Regions from separate parts of the Ctenopharyngodon idella genome. Here region 2 is linked to region 1. Evidence: chromatin contacts called from public Hi-C data. All regions are on one chromosome and are shown on one strand. The core of a region is the stretch at or near the end of the contact, and the rest is flanking DNA. Distances in the headings are between cores, read along the strand shown.

The links. A called contact is a pair of places that touch in the nucleus more often than the background predicts.
Region 2: a contact with region 1 is called in a Hi-C map of muscle, with 5 times the contacts expected there. The contact joins the promoter of tirap here to the promoter of shkbp1 in region 1. A contact is called at or near these places in 2 of 2 Hi-C or Micro-C datasets (both in muscle).

What each region holds. Positions count from the first base shown.
Region 1 is chr18:1,956,841-1,963,467 of HZGC01, forward strand. shkbp1 (SH3KBP1 binding protein 1) reads right to left here and starts at 3,195. Exons shown (of 18, transcript XM_051869465.1): 1 at 2,993-3,195; 2 at 2,656-2,709; 3 at 2,384-2,429; 4 at 2,204-2,277; 5 at 2,047-2,105; 6 at 1,857-1,937; 7 at 1,602-1,769. The coding sequence starts at 3,039. It overlaps LOC127499303 (zinc transporter 1), which reads right to left. Exons shown (of 4, transcript XM_051869466.1): 4 at 4,589-6,627. The coding sequence ends at 6,503.
Region 2 is chr18:2,089,352-2,095,978 of HZGC01, forward strand. It overlaps tirap (toll-interleukin 1 receptor (TIR) domain containing adaptor protein), which reads left to right and starts at 3,324. Exons shown (of 4, transcript XM_051870206.1): 1 at 3,324-3,884; 2 at 4,168-4,225. The coding sequence starts at 3,822. It overlaps gemin7 (gem (nuclear organelle) associated protein 7), which reads right to left and starts at 2,297. Exons shown (of 2, transcript XM_051870209.1): 1 at 2,138-2,297; 2 at 1,491-2,036. The coding sequence starts at 2,209. The coding sequence ends at 1,635.

The DNA of each region.
Region 1 (6,627 bases), core at 1,945-4,444:
AAATGGAACAAAGAGTAAAAATTGGTAGATTAAAATAGAATAGACTAAAATAGAACAAACAAGGGTAAAAATTATTTGAGAAAAATCGAATAGAATACAATAGAATAAACCAGAGCTGAGTAGATAAGTAGGACTAAAGAGTAAAAATGGGTCAAATAAAACAGAATTGAGTAGAATAAAATAGAACAGAACAGAATTAACCAGTAGAATAAAACCAAATAAAAGTAGAAATGAGAAGAACTAAGTATAATGGAATAGAACTGATTGCAGTAAAACTGAGTAAAACAGAATAGAATAGAATAAACTGGAGTACAAATGAGTAAAATAAAACTGAATAGACCTGAGCAGAATAACATGGAATAGAATGGAACAAATCAGAGTAAAAATGAGTATTAGAGTAGAATAAAATAGAATAAACAAGGGTAAAAATTATTTGAGTAAAATAGAATAGAATAAAATAGAATAAACCAGAGCTGAGTAGATAAGTAGGACTAAAGAGTAGAAATTAGTCAAATAAATCATAACTGAGTAGAATAAAATAGAATGGAGCAAATTCGAGCAGAAATTAGAAGAGTAAAATAGAACATAATAGACTTAACCAGTAGAATAAAACAGAATAAAATAAACCAGAGTAGAAATGAAAAGAACTGGGTATAATTGAATAGAACTGATTAGAGCAGAACTGAGTAAAACAGAATAGAATAAAGTAAACTGGAGTAAAAATTAGTAAAACAGAGATGAATACAACTGAGTAGAATAAAATGGAATAGAATGGAACAAATCAGAGTAAAAAATAGTAGATTAGAATAGAGTAGAATAAAGCAGAATAAACAAGGGTAAAATTATTTGATTAAAATAGAATAGAAGGACTAAAGAGTAGAAATGAGTAAAATAGAACAGAACTGAGTAGTATAAAATAGAACAGAGCAAATCAGAGAACAAATTAGGAAAGTAAAATAGAACAGAATAGAATAAACCAATAGGATAAATCAGAACAAAATAAACCAGAGTAGAAATGAGAAGAACTGAGTATAATGGAATAGAACTGTTCACAGTAAAACTGAACAGAACAAAATCGAATATAATAGAACAAATCAGAGTAGAAGAACAGAATTGAAAAAAGAATAAAAAAAATAGCCAGGACAAAGTAAATAGAATAAAACAGAATAGCATAAATCAAGGGTAGAAATGAGTAGAACTGAGTAGGACACAATGAAAGTGAGTAGAGAAAACCTGAGTAATAGAATGAAATAGAGTAGAAAAAAAGAGTATAAATGAGTAGAATCTAGTAAAATAGAATAGAACCAAGTATAGTAGAACAGAGTAAAATAAAATAGAATAAACCACAGAATAGAGTAATTCAGAGTACAATATAAAGGAAAAGAACATCATAGAACAGAATAGACCAAAGTGAATCAGTAGAATAGAACACAGAACAGCTAAAAGTAAATATATGAGAACAGAATAGAACACAGCATGTCAGAGCAGAACGGAATATAACAGAAAATAGAACAGTAAATAAAAGTATGTGGAACAGAATTGAATAGAGAAGTGGAGAAAACTGAAGTAGAATAGAATACTGAAAGGAAGTAAAGGCAGACCTGGCACTCTCTCCTCAATGACAGCTCGGCCCAGTATGCCAGCGTTGCCCAGGTTGGGCGGCATTGTGTTACTCCTCCTCACAGGGGCTCTTTCCACCGGCCCCGCGCGGCCACCCATGTACTGCGGTCCTGCCACGCTGTGCCTGTTTCTGCGCTTCACTGGGTACACTGAAACACACACACACACACACACACTCATCATCATGACTGAAAGACGCTGTCTTGTCATACGGTCAGGGTTTGTGTTTTGTGTACCTGGAGGCGGCAGGTATCCATTGAACAACACGTTCCCGCAGGAGGAGCGATCCAACTCATCGCACAACTGCAGCTTCCGCACTGGGGAGGGAAAGACCCTGTTAATGCCACAAACTACATGCAAACCTTCATTTCCTTTAATAAACATGAAGCAGTATAATATGTGGGCTAAAGCCATCAGAATAATCACCCAGCGGCGTGATCCCATAGAACTCAGCCTCGTGCATTAATAAGTGGACATCTATGGACCTGTCGTAAAAACAGTTTCCATAATAAGAGACTTAATTTCACAGTGTTTATTAATCTATATCACAGTTAACAGAAAAAAATACAGACTATATGTTTACCTGGGGTGAAGCTCTTTAGTGCGCAGAAAGTTCAGAATGGGAGCAAACAGAGACGGATCTCTGTCTATGAAAATCTGAAAAAGACAAATATTACATTAAGAACCTTTAAATGGCGTAGAATCTTTGTAAAGACAGACTTATCTGCAACATTTATTATTATTATTAGCATATGAACCTTACCGCTCCAGTCTCATCTTTAAGTGTTGATATCCGTCCACTCAATAAACTAGACACAGAAAAATACAACCTTTAATTGTTATGTATGCACTTATAGAAAATGCTACCATATCTAATTTTTAATTGTCCTAATAAGACCTATGACAAAATCAATAAATCAGTATGGTCAGCTGTTGTTATTATAAAAACTAATTTACGTTATAAGCCCTTACATGATCAACATACACAAAAGAAGGAAGGATTTGATCTATTTTAGCTTTTTCTGACACACAAACCTTGAGAAAAAGGAGTCAGGAACCCACGTTAGAGTCTGTCTGGAGGTACTGAACCTGTGTTTACACATTCAAAAATAAAAATAAAACATTTTTAGCCAAAAACGAGCATGACAGAGTTACAGATCGGGCCGCTTGTATAGGTATGCAGATGTTTATTACTGTCTGCTGCTACTTACAGTAAGTAGGATAAATGAAAAACAATACTAAAACGCTCCTGTAAACTAGTTGTTATGAAGACTACAATAAAGTTTCTGATGTAAAATTAACAGTTCTTGAGTATGATAATAAAGTATGTGGCTTGTTTCGAGCAGGATATGCAGTTGCTTTAATACACAACCTTTTGCCCCCGACGTTAAGATGAATGATGTCTCCAATCCTCGCCATGGTGATCGTTTTCAGGGCAAAACATTCATATCTTATCGGATATTTAAGTAGGTATTAATAATATTTTCATGATAAAAGCTATTTAATTGTACTAGCCGTTGTAAGGAAACAGCGAAAGAGCGGATGTTGTAACAGAATCTTTCTTGCGGAAGTGGATAAGCGCTGTATTTCAAAATAAAAGTCATAAACTCATATATATATATATATATATATATATATATATATATATATATATATATATATATATATATATATATATATATATATATATATATATATATATATATAAGGCCAATTCATTATTTTTATTTTTTGTTAATTTATATGTATATATACACACACTACCATTCAAAAGTTTGGAAACATTACTATTTTTTGTGTTTTTGAAAGAAGTCTCTTCTACTCATCAAGCCTGCATTTATTTGATCAAAAATACGGAAAAAAACAGTAATATTGTAAAATATTATTACAATTTAAAATAATGGTTTTCTATTATAATATACTTTAAAATATAATTTATGTCTGTGATCAAAGCTGAATTTTCAACATCATTAAATCCAGTCTTCAGTGTCACATGATCCTTCAGAAATCATTATAATATGCTGATTTATTACAAATGTTGTGCTGCTTAATATTTTCTTATAACGTGATACTTTTTTTCAGGATTCTTTGATGAATAAATGTTAAAAAAAAAAGAGTAGCATTTATTTAAATTAACGATACACTACTGTTCAAAAGTTTGGGGTCAGTATTTTTTTCTTTCTTTCTTTTTTTTTGGAAGAAATTAATACTTTTTTTCAGCACGGATGTGTTAAATTGATAAAAAGCGATAGTAAAGATTTATATTGTTAGAAAATATTTCTATTTTGAATAAATGCTGTTCTTTTTGACTATTTATTCAACAATGAATCCTGAAAAAAGTATCACAGTTTCCAAAAGATATTAAGCAACACAACTGTTTTCAACATTGATAATAACTGAGTATCAAATCAGCATATTAGAATGATTTCAGAAGGATCATGTGACACAAAAGACTGGAGTATAATGGCTGATGAAAATTCAGCTTTGCATTACAGAAAAAATATATATTTTAAAGTATATTAAAATAGAAAACCTTTATTTTAAATTGTAATAATATTTCACAATAATACTGTTTTTTTTTTTTTTCTGTATTTTTGATCGAATAAATGCAGGATTGATGAGCATAAGAGACTTCTTTCAAAAACATTAAAAATAGTAATGCGGCCAAACTTTTGAATGGTAGTGTATATATAGTATTGTATAGTACATATATATATATATATATATATACACTATATATACACTACCATTCAAAAGTTTGGCCGCATTACTATTATATATTTATATATATATATATATATATATAGTATAGTTTTTTTCGAGTATTTCTGTCAAAACTAAATCTACAACAATAGATGTACAAACACTACGTATATTAATATTATGATAAACTAACAAAAAAATAAAAATAGTGAATTGGCTTTATATTATCCTCACATGAGTTACTCAGGTTGCAGCTGGTGTCTCAACAAGGGCCCTCACTTTCTAAGGTGGCTTTTGCAAACTTGTAGAATCATTAAAAAGAGTATTTTTTTTTTTTTTTTTACTTCGGAGGGGCAATATTCTTCATCCACATGGTCTGAAAGTAGACTCTTCTGTATACAGTATTCTGTGTACATGTGTGTTATGAATTGTGGGGATATCACATATAGCTGCAGGATGGTTTGGCCTGGGTAAACAGCACATTTCTCATGCATATCAAAACAAATTACTGCTCTTTAGGCATAATATTTGTGTTTTCCTACCACCGACAATTTATTATCATCTTTTGTGTTTTTTCCTCCATGTTTTCAAAGTACTTGTTGAAGAAATGAATGCATCCAAGTGTATTAAAATGCTATTTATTAGTATCAGTAGAGGCTTGGGGTTTGTTACATTTATTTTGCTTAATGTTTCAAACTCCACAAGATGATGCAAAAGTACAATCCTACATTGTGTAACGGAGAATTTTATGTACATTTTTTCTTCAATACTTGCCTCCTGGAATTAAATTTAAGGGGCAGTTTTATGTTTATGAGGGGAATTCTTATATTAAAACACATGCCATATTTATGCAAAATACAAACTCATACTAAACTTGATAAAATATTGAAACATATTATAAAATCAATATTCATATAAAAAAAAAATAACATCAGGGACATTTGTGTCCCTACATTTTAACTAACATTTTGCATATGTGTTTTATGTTAAGCATCATATTTGATACATCAGGATTTTATGGCTCATATAGTATGATATAGTGAGAATATGGAGCTCAAACTCGAGGAGCAAAAAAAAATCAGTTTAATTAAGAGGAACTAAATGAGCAAAATATGCAATTTGGTGCAGATTCTGGCCAGAAAGTAAGATGAAATTCTGATGCTTGTAAAGTGAATCAATGAGACCTTTATAACAGTGACATAAAACGCATATAAATATCAGTCGTCACTCCATATCTGCCAATAATATGTTTTAGTAAGATGATATTTAATGCTTAGTTTTATTATCAAAGCTCTGTAGTTTTAAAACATATAATGCAATGCAATTCAATGATGATTGAGAGATGAACAAATAAACCTTCCTCAATATCCTGATGATTATATCTGACACATTTGAACATGATTTTTAAATGATGTATGGATAATCAAGTAAACCTCATTTGCTTCAGTCCAGTAATGTTCATCTTGAATTTAGTGTTGTCAAATGATTAATCCTGATTAATCGCATCCAAAATAAAAGTGTTTGTGTTGACATAATATATGTGTGTGTGCTGTGTATATTTAATATATATTAAACATAAATATATATACACATTTATACATGTAAATATTTCTTAAATATATACATGTATGTGTGTGTATTTATATATATACATAATACATATATACAGTACACATATATTATGTAAACAAATTTTTATTTTGAAAGTGATTAGTTGCGATTAGTCGTTTGACAGCACTACTTGATGTGTGACCACTTCTTATGTTTACTTTATAAAAGTCATTAAGGATTTAACAGCAAAAACACATGAACCAAAAGCATTTGTAAACTAAAAGGCTTTTTACTTGCTAGAAAGTCTAAACTATCAATCAGACAGCAGAAGGCATGATGTAGCCGATTGTGTGCAACAGGTTTTTCAGTCAAGTTTTGATCATGTTGATCATTTGTGTATCAAATATGATAGCTACAGTAGGCTTTACTTACATATGTTACAGGTTTAGAAATTATTTAGTTATGATCCTCTCCTCAGTGCTTTAGCTCTGAATAAACCAGTGTTTAGTCTCCGTAGTGATAAACTCAACTAATTTTGCATATATTAAAAACGTTTATTGCTGGAGTCTCATCATGTACAGTAATTACAAGACTGTCAGTTCACAAAAATACCAACAACCTTGTTCAATCACAGGTACGTGTTCTCAATAATCACATCTCTGATCTCATCAACACTCGGTGGCGCTGGAGAGCAGGGTTTCTCCTCCTGGACACAGACGGGAGTCTCCGTCTTGGGAATATGGGAATCATCCG
Region 2 (6,627 bases), core at 2,074-4,573, 130 kb after region 1:
TCATGTGACACTGAAGACTGGAGTAATAATGCTGAAAATGCAGCTTTGCATCACAGAAATAAATTATATTTTAAAGTATATTAAAATAGAAAACCATTATTTTAAATTGTAATAATATTTCACAATATTACTGATTTTTTTTCTGTATTTTTGATCAAATAAATGCAGGCTTGATGAGCAGAAAAGACTTCTTTCAAAAACAAATTTACACTGAAAAAAAAAAAAAAAGCCACAAATTAATATAAAATATATTTAATACATATCAAATATATAAAAATAATATAATTAAAATGAAATAATAAAAATGTTTAAATAATAAAAATGATATGTTTAAAATAATACACACTTATAATGGGTCTTTCTTTGTACATTTTTTTTTTTTTTAAATATTCTTTATATTTTAAGGGGTCCCTTACAAGTGGATTATCATATTTGGGGGTTCGTGGCATTAAAGTTTCAAACCTTCTGCTATGACAGAATCTCTGAGGTCGCTTGAACAGTTCAAAATCACTCACTGGATTGTGTTGATGCCTCACATAGACGCTAATACAGTCCAATCAGGAAGCATTACAAAAGTACTTCTGCAAGTGAAAAACAATCAATTCGATCCACTTTATTTCATTGCATTAGTCCTTCACTTGTACCTTGATTGATTCAATGAAACATTTAAAGTAAATGAAGGAGAGAAAGATGATTAAATGAGAGCAATGAACATCTTACGTAAGCGGCCGCAGACCTGCATCTCAAAACATGATTGCCCGTGGCTACTAGGTGAGTAAAATGACTAGATTTGAAATATGAAATTAACATTGCATGTCCTTGTAAAGCTTCCTGATTAAATTATGGGGAGCTCTGACAACAAAACAGGATCTGTCTATCTCTCCGTTGTGTTTCAGGGCAGTAGGGATGAGTCATCAAGCCCAGACGCTCTGCCAGGGTAACGTGAACAACAATGGCACAGTCATTGAACAATGTCTAATGATATTCTAATAAAACTGGCTTTGGTAAACAACCTCATACCTTTTAAGAAGATTGAATGTCATTGATTCCTCGTTCCATTAGAAGACAAACTTCTGTGCCCTTAAAAGAACTTTTTGGACACAAATAAATGACTATTATGTTGGACGGCTGGGTTTTTGTGTGTGTGTTTCATGCTACAGTGAGTAGCAGAGACTTTTTGAGAGTTTTCAATGAAAAACTGTAACTCAATATGCAAATAATGTGTGTTTTAGTGCAGGTGGACAGTTAAATTCAGGTTAAATCCTGCAAGATAAGGGATCACTAACACTGTCAGAAGCTTTTAAGGACTCTACCTATCTATCTTAGATGTCTTTGGCCAAAGTCAGCTGTGCTAAAATATGATGTTATTTACCTATGGCTCCAGAATAATTAGTCACATGACATTTATGGCGCAAATTTGTAATGTTGTGATTCATTTCGGGGCAGTTTTGAATAATAACTACTCTATAAAAAAAATATGAAGCATTAAGTATGAAGTTCTGAACGTTTATTACATGAAAACAACGAGAAAGTTCCTTGAACTCATTAAACTTCAGTCATCGTTACACAATGACAATACTTCCGCCGCCATCTTGTGGTGAAGATCAGCATCGCGTGCCACAATAAACTCTCACTCACAGCTCAAATGAGCATGAAATCACATCCTGGCTTCTCAGAAGGGCTTCTTTCTGAACACCGAGAGGAGTCTCCAAATCAGACACCTGGAAATTCAGGACGTCTATATCTGAGGCCCCGAACCTCGCGCGAACGCGCACTTTCTCGTGCATGTTGAACTCCACTTGTTTGTCTGTCATCGATAAGAGTGTCCGCAGAAATCTCTCTCGCAGATCTGACCGCAGCCGCTGCTCCTCTTCGTCAACGCTTCCTGATGAAGACGAGGTGGCGGAGGAGAGTGTTGTAGGACACAGAGCGATGAAGCGGGGAGAGTTCGGGTCGAATCCTCGGCTGTTCGGGTCCGGACCTCGGGGCAGCCGGAGAACACTCACTGGAGTTTTCATACTGCTCAGTTCAGATGCCTGTTTAAAGAAGACACACATCACGAACTCGCATGTGGTAATGGTGACTTTACTTTAAAGATATAAAGTGTCATCTGTTGCTGCAACTGCTGTTTACGTACCTCATTCAAAAGGAGCGCAGCGTCTGAATGTCCGACCGGAAGAGATATTTTTATTTTCAAAATAAAAGTCATCAAGCAAGAAAATCAAAATGGACCATTCTTATTTTTTTGTGGAATATTGCAGTGTTTATTATAAATGATTTATGCTTGCTAAACAATCGTAATTAGTTTAATACAAAGATAATATATCATATACAAATACAATAGGAATATACTTTACAATGCTGTGGACTTTACAAAATAAAATAAAAAGTTTTTAACAAATATAATTTAAATAAAATACAATTTATATCATAGGCCTAAATGATACCACAAAAATACATATACACTCGTGCCAATAATTTTTTTTTTTTTACATATAAAAGAAGAAACAAATGATTTGACGGTATCAAAAGCAACACTCCAAGTCTGTAAAGTTTTTGAATTTGCTCCATAAATACGATGTGCCCTTGTCACCATGAAATCAAAATTGGCATTTTTTTTTTTTTTTTACTGGAACATTGCAGTATTTATTATAAATGATTTAACCATGCACTTCATTATTTTTTTTAATTCATGTTTCTCGTAATCTTGAATCAGAATAACTCTTGCAGCGACATCTCTTCTCTGATGACGAGGGCGGGGCAACCTGTCACTCACATGAGATCCACCAATAGCAAACCATCAATCATTTCCACATAGACAAAATCAAGCCCCGCCCTACATGCTTTCTTGTTCCAGAAGCGGTTTCTCCCGGATATGTAGCACAATATAAGGAAAAAGACTATCACAACCTCAATTTCATGCCGACTTATTCAAATTATATATAAATTGCTTGTTATTATAACAGTTCGGCAACATTCAGAATTTAGGGATTGGCTATATTTCAAGTTGGAATCTGAATTTGATTCAGTCTTGTCAAACTTTTCTAGTTCAAATGATTTTCTGTGAATATCGTTAAATTTTATTCTATTTTTTAAAATTCAAATTCCTGTCAGGATTTGAATAGCTTTCTTTTTTGACAAGTAGACAAAAATACAAAGAGTTAAAGCCTTCTGTCTTACAGGAGAGTGAGCAAAAACCTGCTTTCTATTTATATTATATTTCCATATTCAGTTTTTCTTTGTTTCTTGAATACTAATCATTAAATAACCATAATCATTTCTTTTTATTCTTTTTAAAATCTGCCCAATCCAGACATCTTTACAGCTTAAAACGATGCCCCTATAGCAAACACATAGACTATCTTCCATTTATTTGTTAATGGAATGACATTATTATGTAATAGGGTCCTATGATATGAATGAATGCAAGTGCATATTAATGTAGGAGCTGAGCATGCAAAATCTTCGTACAGTTGACTCATTTCTGAACTCTACAGACTTTATATGTAGGCTTGACCCCACCCATTTCCCAGAACCGAGGGGAATCCCAACACACCATAAAGACAAAGTGTGAAGAGAAACCGTTTCCACTTTAGTTTCAGTATTCTGTAATCTCTTTAAAGTAATCCACTGGCTGGACTGACAATAGTAAATCTAAGTCAAAGCTACACCCATTTCTTTCTTCACTTCCTTTTTTTGTATACTGTCTTCCTATTTTATGTTTTGTTATCATCATTATTTTGTTAAAACACCTACAAGTTATGTTACCATGTGCAAAATGACGCTTGACTTCCGATGGGGTGAACTTCCTCAAACATCTCATGCTGATCTTCTGCACCAGTGGCCTCAGAGGACCTGCTCTCTCTTTTCATCCTAAAACAACTGTAAGTACTGATCTCCTCACTGTCTAACATTTTACGTGTTAATTGTGCTTTGAATATGATATAATGACAATAATAACTTGCAGTTTGCTTCATAACAATCACAAATGTACAGCTATGCAGGCATACAAAGTGAAAGTGATCCAGGGAAAAGTGGAACTGATATTAACATTAAACAAACGACACTGTGCATGTCATGCAATTTTTTCCCCTATTGTATGAAAGTTACTTTTGCGTATACTGGATGAGGTATAGTGTACAATATTTGTTTATATGTCTGTTGTAGTCTATATCCTTGAAAGGATGGAGAAGAATGGAGGAAAACCGCGTCAGCAGCATTATGGGTAAGTCTCATTTTCGTGTTGCGATCTCTATCATAGATAAAGACAGAAGTTAACAATTATGTAAGAGAAAATAAATATTTTAAATTGTGAAAGCAGAACCACAAGAAGATACTGACATTACGACAGCAAAAAAGGAACAGATTTTCATCTTTTTCCCCAACTGAAATCAGCATTTATTCTCATTTGCATGAATCAAAGTCAAACGGACTGCATATCTCTTAATAGAACTGGTGCTAAATAAAACTATTTTGAGCTGTGAGACACAGTTATCACTCAGGATACTGACATATATATATATATATATATATATATATATATATGACAAAGGAGTTGTGATAGATTTTATTTCTTTTTGTTAAACTCATAAAAATAAATACAGTATGTAAATATTGTATATGTTAGGATGTTATATATATACAGGTGCTGGTCATATAATTAGAATATCGTGAAAAAGTTCATTTTTTTATTGTAAATTATTTAAAAAAATGAAACTTTCATATATTCTAGATTCCCTACATGTAAAGTAAAGCATTTCAAAAGTTTTTTTTTTAATTTGTTGATTAGAGCGTACAGCTAATGAAAGTCCAAAATCCAGTATCTCAAAATAATAGAATATTTACATTTGAGTTTGATTAAATGACCATCCCTACAGTATAAATTCCGGTTATCTTTTGTTCTTTGAAACCACACTAATGGGGAAGACTGCTGACTTGGCAATGGTCCAGGAGACAATCATTGACACCCTCCACAAAGAGAGTAAGTCACAGAAGGTCATTACTGAATGGGGTGGCTGTTTACAGAGTGATGTATCAAAGCATATTAAATGCAAAGTTGACTGGAAGGAAGAAATTGGGTAGGCAAAGGTGCACAAGCAACAGGGATGACCGCAAGCTTGAGAATACTGTCAAGTAAAGCCGATTCAAACACTTGAGAGAGCTTCACAATGAGTAGAATGAAGCCGGAGTCAGCGCATCAAGAGTCACCACACTCAGACATCTTCAGGAAAAGGACTACCAAGCCACTTCTGAACCAGAGACAACGTCAGAAGCATCTTACCTGGGCTAAGGAGAAAAAGAACTGGACAGTGAACAGTGGTCGAAAATCCTCTTTTCAGATAAAAGTAAATTTTGCATTTCATGTTGAAATCATGGTCCCAGAGTCTGAAGGAAGACTGGAGAGGCACAGAATCCAAGCTGCTTGAAGTCTAGTGTGAAGTTTCTGAAGTCAGTAATGATTTGGGGGGGCCGTGACGTCTGCTGGTGTTGGTCCATTGTGTTTTATCAAGTGCAAAGTCAATGCAGCCATCTTCCAGGAGATTTTGGAGCACTTTATGCTTCCATCTGCTGACAAGCTTTATGGAGATGCTGATTTCCTTTTCCAGCAGGACTTTAGCATCTGCCCACAGTGCAAAAACCACTTCCAAGTGGTTTGCTGACCATGATATTACTGTGCTTTATTGGCCAGCCAATATGCCTGACCTGAATCTATGGGATATTTTCAAGAGAAAGATGAGAAACAGTCGATCCAACAATATACAGATGATCTGAAGGCTCAATAGTGCCTCAGCAGTGCCACAGGCTGATCACTTCCATGCCACACTTCACTGATGCTGTAATTTGTGCTAGGAGCAAGTCATTTGCTGTAATATGTCCTGCCGATCAAGTATTGAGTGCACAAAAGAACATACTTTAAAGAACTTGAACTTTTCTGTTTTGCAAATCCATTTTTTTGATTGATCTTAGGAAATATTCTAATATTTTGAAATACTGGATTTTGGACTTTCATGAGCTGTACGCTCTAATCATCAAAATTTAAAAAAAAAAAACTTTTGAAATGTTTTACTTTACATGTAGGGAATCTAGAATATATGAAAGTTTCATTTTTAAAAATAATTTATAATAAAAAAATGAACTTTTTGATGATATTCTAATTATATGACCAGCACCTGTATATATATAAATGGATATCATTAAGTAACTATAGTCATATTTATTTTATAATATATATATATATATATACATATATATACATATGTGTGTGTGTGCATGTCCCTCTCTCTCATAGCTACATGGTGAGTAGATAAGCCTCATCATTTTGAGGTAAATGTGTTGAAAATCTGTGTGTAACTTTAAGGAATGTCACCAACAAACACCTTTTTTTCTGCAATTAAGCACACTTTTTTGGGTATTATAACCATGTGCTGATTATCATCTTTAAACTTGGCTCAAAAGTATCTAAAATTGTCACTACCGAAACAGTCATGACCGAAACGTGGTGAAGTTTTGGTTGTGACATCATTATTTTGGTAGTGAAAAAAGGAAACACATAATCTTTTATTTGGGGGAAATAAACAGCATTTTAGTACAGTTATGCAAATCATTAGTATTCTAGTGTGTTTTAGT